2 separate regions of the Pan troglodytes genome follow, and region 1 is linked to region 2. The links are chromatin contacts, called in public capture Hi-C maps. All regions are on one chromosome and are shown on one strand. Each heading gives the region's core, a stretch centred on a gene start, on an enhancer-like site or on the middle of the called end of the contact. The rest is flanking DNA. Distances are from core to core; before and after follow the strand shown.

What was found. Capture Hi-C pulls out chosen DNA fragments and counts their contacts.
Region 1: a capture Hi-C map of stem cell-derived neural stem cells shows a contact between it and region 2, with 5 times the contacts expected there. The contact joins two enhancer-like sites. A contact is called at or near these places in 3 of 7 Hi-C or Micro-C datasets (blood, induced pluripotent stem cells and stem cell-derived neural progenitor cells), 1 of 1 datasets of contacts at active chromatin or transcription factors (stem cell-derived excitatory neurons) and 1 of 1 other capture datasets (stem cell-derived neural stem cells).

What each region holds. Positions count from the first base shown.
Region 1 is chr3:141,712,748-141,715,447 of NHGRI_mPanTro3-v2.0_pri, forward strand. No RefSeq gene overlaps it. Among named protein-coding and RNA genes, the nearest start is that of SCOC, 90 kb to the right of the region's middle. Within about 2 kb of position 1,439, at least 13 of the 24 cell types and tissues checked have an H3K27ac peak or open chromatin away from gene starts, as enhancers often do. A contact at or near this core is called in stem cell-derived neural stem cells, where this site is marked.
Region 2 is chr3:141,197,889-141,200,588 of NHGRI_mPanTro3-v2.0_pri, forward strand. The region is part of intron 2 of MAML3 (mastermind like transcriptional coactivator 3); the gene reads right to left. It overlaps LOC134809809 (a long non-coding RNA gene), which reads left to right. Exons shown (of 2, transcript XR_010156348.1): 2 at 885-2,700. Among named protein-coding and RNA genes, the nearest start is that of MGST2, 78 kb to the left of the region's middle. Within about 2 kb of position 1,258, at least 14 of the 24 cell types and tissues checked have an H3K27ac peak or open chromatin away from gene starts, as enhancers often do. A contact at or near this core is called in stem cell-derived neural stem cells, where this site is marked.

The DNA.
Region 1 (2,700 bases), core at 189-2,688, 520 kb after region 2:
CCCCACGTTGGCCAATGGAAGCCTGGGACTTTTTTCATGTTGCCATGTTCGTCATCTATACAGCATCTATGCACCTCAAATAGGCTGAAATATTTTTATCTTACAGTTGTTTTGTGAGTCAGGAATTCAGGGATAGCTTAGCTGCATGATTTTGGCCCAGAGTCTCTTTACCAGGCCAAGCTGTTGGCCAGGGCTGCTGTCATCTGAAGGTGTGATTAACATTAGAGGATCCTCTTCCTAGAAGGCTCACTCACATGGCTGGTGAGTTGCTGCTGGCTGATGGTGGAGGCCTCAGTTCCTTGAAACATGGACCACTCCAAGCAACTGCTTGAGTGTTCTCATGACATGGTGCCTGACTTTCCCCAGAATGAATGACGCAAGAGACAGCAAGGTGGAAGCCACAATGCCTTTCACGGGCTTGAAAGTCACACTGTCATTTTGCAATATTCACTTGGTCACACAGGTTAGCCCTGCTTCATAGGGGAGGGGAATATACAAGAACATAAATACCAGGAGGCAAGGGTCACTGGAGGTCATCTGGGAGGCTAGCAACCACAGCTGCCTATTGGTCCTGCCACTGCCTCTGGGAATCAGTCTGCCCAATGCCTGAACAGCTATATAAATCCGATGCTTACGGAAATTCTCCAGTATCCTTTTAGAGAAGGGTCCACAGCTCCTGACCTACTTGCCTCAGGTGGGTGCTGGCTCAGTCCCTTGCCCTAGCCACCACACCTCTGGCTGGGCGGCAGTGTGCATGTGGGGACGGCTAGAAAGGAGGCCCTGATGAGCCAGACACACAATCATGGCTTAGAATGCGACTTTAAAGCCAGGCCCACCCCCAGAGACTCTTCGGGCTCTAAAATGGCCAACTAAACCTAAGTAAGTGTCTGAGTTACACCTGTGAGGCTCTGGGGAGAATGCGGCCTCACTGGATTTCTGCTCTTTTCCTGGAGGGAAATAACCTTGCTGACTCAGATGGGAGTAAGAAGCTGTTAGCAGTTGCTGGGTTCACCTTCGATGGAAATCTGGAAATTCCAATGAACCACCATCATTTTCTGCAAGATAATCTAACCTAATCTCAACTGTAAAATTTAAATTTTCAAATGTACTGAAGAGATAGTACATGCCAGGCATTTATACACAGTATTTCCCTTAATCATCACAAAAAACCTGTGTAGTAGGTATCAGGCCCACCATTTTATAGAGGAGTGAACTGAAGCCCCAGAGGTTAAATTCCCAGCTAGCAAATGGGGGAGCCAGGGTCTGCCTCCCAAGCCTGGGTGATAGGGCTCTGTCAGAACTCTCCAAAAGAGAAGGGGCATAAATCACAGGTCTATCCAGGGAGCGGAGGGAGAGGGGGAGTGCCCCACACAGTCACAGCAGCAGGGCAGGAGGAGGATGGGGGCTGGGGGCAGCGGAGGACAGATGGGAGCTCCTGTTAGGAGCCACGTTTCCTCGGCTGGGAACCCCTACTCCTGAGTCTCTGCAACAGCGATGCCAGGTCTGTCTCAAGGGCGGCAAACTGTGTCTCTCCCTCCTCCTGCAAGGAGAGTCGGGTTGTTCATAATGATAGGTACTCTATGCCAGGCTTCCTGCTAAGTTAAGAACCACTTTTTAAAAATCCTCACAACATTCCTAGGAAGTAAGTATTATTCCCCGCATTTGATAGCTGGGGAGGTGCGGAGTTGGGGACTTTAGGAACATCCTCAAGGTCACAGAGCTCCAAGGTGTCCATGCTCACGTTTCAATCCAGGCTTCTGACTTTAGGGCCAGCAGAACTCTTTAACATCATGTTCCACCAGGCAGAGGTTGGGGGGTCAGGCGACCACATGGGCCGTTCATCTTTGCAGGAACTGACAGCGTTAGTCCCGACACAGAGGGCATGGGCCCCGCGGCTCCACCGGGAAGGGGGCTCGCCCGCCGGCCCGGGCACCCCCTGGTGGGGCCTCCCGCTCTCGGGCTCGGGCAGAACCCGCTGCTCAGGGGCCCGCGGTCAGGTCAAGGAATCCTCCTGTGGGCCTCGGCATTCCTCGAGGGGAGGGCGACTCCCGTCGGGCGGGCCTGCGCTCGGGGTGGGTCCGGGCTCCGCGGCCGGGATGGGCGAGCTAGGGAGGGAGGCGCCCAGGCTCGGGCAGGCGTCAGGCGCCGCGGCGCGTGGGGCTGTGCACGCGGTCACCATTTTCCTCCTGCTGGTCTGTGTGTCCCTCCGGCGGGAGCCAAGGCCGGCTAGGCCGCAGCAGCCCCGCGCCCAGGGAGAGAGGAGGAGGGGAAGAGGCCGAGGGCGCCCTGCTCCTGGGTCGCCGAAGCCCCGGAGGCTTTGTGTATTCGGAACCGGATTCACCACCTCCCCCGCCACCCCCGCCTCCCATTCCCGCTTTCTTTTTCCCTGACCGAAGTCCCAGTAGAGTATCCAGCAATTAGCACGCGAGGAGGGGGTGGAAGGCGGCGGCGGCGGCGGCAGGGGTGGGGGCGGCGAGACCCCCGCTCTGGGCTCGGCCCCGCGCTCCGCCTGCTCTGCCTTCGTGCGCCACCTACCGGCTGCTCGGGGCTGCTGCGGCGGCCGCCAGAGCTGTTCCTAGGCGGATCTTGATCTCCGTGGACAATAGACAATGGGATATTTTTTTTGGAACAATGATTTATTTTTGGGGGTGGGGATAAGGCGGAAGGAGGGAGGGAGGGAGGAAGCAGTAGTGTGTTTGT
Region 2 (2,700 bases), core at 8-2,507:
CAGGGATAAAAGCAACAAAAATACCATTTGTCCTTATCAGTGCTTTGAACATAGTTACCATAAGTCCCTCCAATGGAAACACAACTTTGAGAGTTATGCTTTTCGTCTGCCTTTGATGTAAGTTATAGAGTCCTTTTGATCCCTTTCTTGTGATTAATTCCACCACCAAAGCAATTCTACACTGGTTAAAAGTTCATTAGTGTACAACAATAGAAGCTTGATTAAATAAATTATGGTACATCCATACCATGAATACTAGGCAGCCAATAAAAATCATGCCTCCTTAGACTATCTAATCACATAGGAAAAAGCTTACCATATATAGTTAAGAAAGGCAGAGGAGGAAAGCAGTTTCTTTTTTTTTTTTTTTTCCTTTATGTCCTCAGGTGTTAAAACTAAAAAAAAAAAAAAAAGCAGTTTCTATAAACACTAGCCGCTGGATAGTCTTGTTAGACAAGAATTATAAGGGATTTTTATTTTTATGCTTTTTCAAATTTTATATGATGAATATATATTACTTTTAGTATTATTTTTAAAAGCTTGTTAAGAATAAGGCTAAACTATTATGGAATGAAATGTAGAGTTTAAGAGGGGCCCAGGTTATGTCTGGGACCTGGACTATTTCTCCCTGAGCCCACCTTACGCTCTAGAGGGTGTAACAGACATGCTTAAGTGGCAGGTCCCCTTTTAAAACCTGTACATGGCTTCCACAACTGGGCTTGGATACAGGTTCAGCAACTAGGTCGGCTTTACATTGCTGCCACAAAGAGCTCCTAAGTCCCAGAGGAAGGGTACTGACCATCTTCCAAGAATTCTTTGGTCTACCTGGACAAGCCTGCTCTCTGTGGCACCACCCAGCTCTCTGTGGCTTTTCTCTGTCTTAGGCTTGAAGCCACAGTGCATGGCCAGAACCAGCCAGACCTTTGGAGTTCAAGAACTCGAGAGGTGGGTGAAAACTGCCATTGCCTCCACAGACTGTCTTCTCTGTGGAAAGAAGACCTGAGTCACCAGGGCTGGGAAACCTGCACCACTGAGACGAGCACAGCCTCTGCCGGCATGCAAGTGGCCGCTGTCAGGACACACGGACTGAAAGTGGTTTGTCAGCTGCTCCATTAGGTTTTTTTTTACCCATATGTTTGCTACCTTTCTTTCCTTGATTTAAAAATAGGGAGGGGGAGCAGTCTCAGCTGTCTTCAGCTGCTAGGGAGATTTTTTTTCCCCTCCTGAGCTACTGTTTCCCCCAACCCGAGCCTTTCTCTCTTATTGTACCCACCCTTTCTGATGAAGTCATCAAAGCAAAGATTGCATAACTGATGCATAGGCCTATCTTGTGTTATACTGGGAGACAGGCCAATGTTTCCGTTAATAGACAAGAGCACCACCACGCTGCCAAATGGAGCTCTCTGCTGCAACCACTACAAGACAGGAAGAAGGGAAGGGAAGCTGAGTGCTCAGGGCATGCTGTGGAGGGAAGGCGAGGGCACTTCCCGCCGTCATCTCCAGAACCGCCACAGCCTTGGGAGGGGGGCTGAGAGAGATCAGTGCTGACTGCCTGAGAAGAGGCCTTCCACAGGCTGCCTTTCTGGTGTCCCCATGTTCTTCCTTCCTTCCTTCCAGAGGCCGTGAGAGGGAGGGCCCATGTCAGCCTGCTCTGCCGGTTTCCCGACTGCTGAACCTGTCTGTGGGAAGCTGGGTTTGACCATGTGATGCTGAGGCTCTGAGAGGAGGGCTACCATTTTCCCCACCCTCGGCCCCCATTCCTATGAGTAGAAGCCTGCCCAGCTGCGGTGGTGGGGTTTGAGGAGGCTAGGACTTAGAGCAGGGAAAAACACAAGGAAGCAGAAAGAAAAACAGAAACACTTAGAAATCTGGGATTGGTACTTCTCCTTATGTAAAGATTGTGGCTGACGACCAGCTTCTTAGAGGAAGCAAGTCTAGGAGAAGGGCTCATACCTGGTCCGTGAGGGCCTATGGGGTATCAGGGCATAAGACCACCTGACCCTGGGCCTTGCATCCACAAGAACCTTGAGTTTAGATTTTTAGACATATTCTTTGAACAAGGTTTTACATATACAGTCACTGAGAAATCCTGAGAGGATTGAAAAATAGCATCTATTTTACAGCTTTAAATTGTGCCCTGAGCTCAGCGTGGTGGCTCATGCCTGTAATCCCAGCACTTTGGGAGGCTGAGGTGGGAGGATTGCTTGAGTTCAGTTCAGGACCAGCCTGGGCAACAGCAAGACCTCATCTCTACTAAAAATAAAAAAATCAGCTGGGCATGGTGGTGTGCACCTGTAGTCCCAATTACTCAGGAGGCTGAGGTGGGAGGATCGCTTGAGCCTGGGAGGTTGAGGCTGCAGTGAGCTGTGATTGTGCCACTGCACTCCAGCTTGGGTGACAGAGTGAGACCCTGTCTCAAAAAAAATTCTGCTCTGTTATTAGATCGGGCTGCTCTAAGTCCATTATCAATTAACATTCTTTATATGTCCTGTGTTTATCTTGTGCATGGTATAATTGCCCTATGCTGTATTTTTTAAAATAAAAACATTGCATTTAAAAAAAGCCCTATTGTCATTTCTTCATTTTGTAAATATACCTGAGCACTCCAAAAAATAGAAATGGCTCAGGTATTTTCTTAACCTTGAAAGACTTGGAGACACACAGGCATAAAAATAAGTTTTAGAAAGAATATAGCACTCA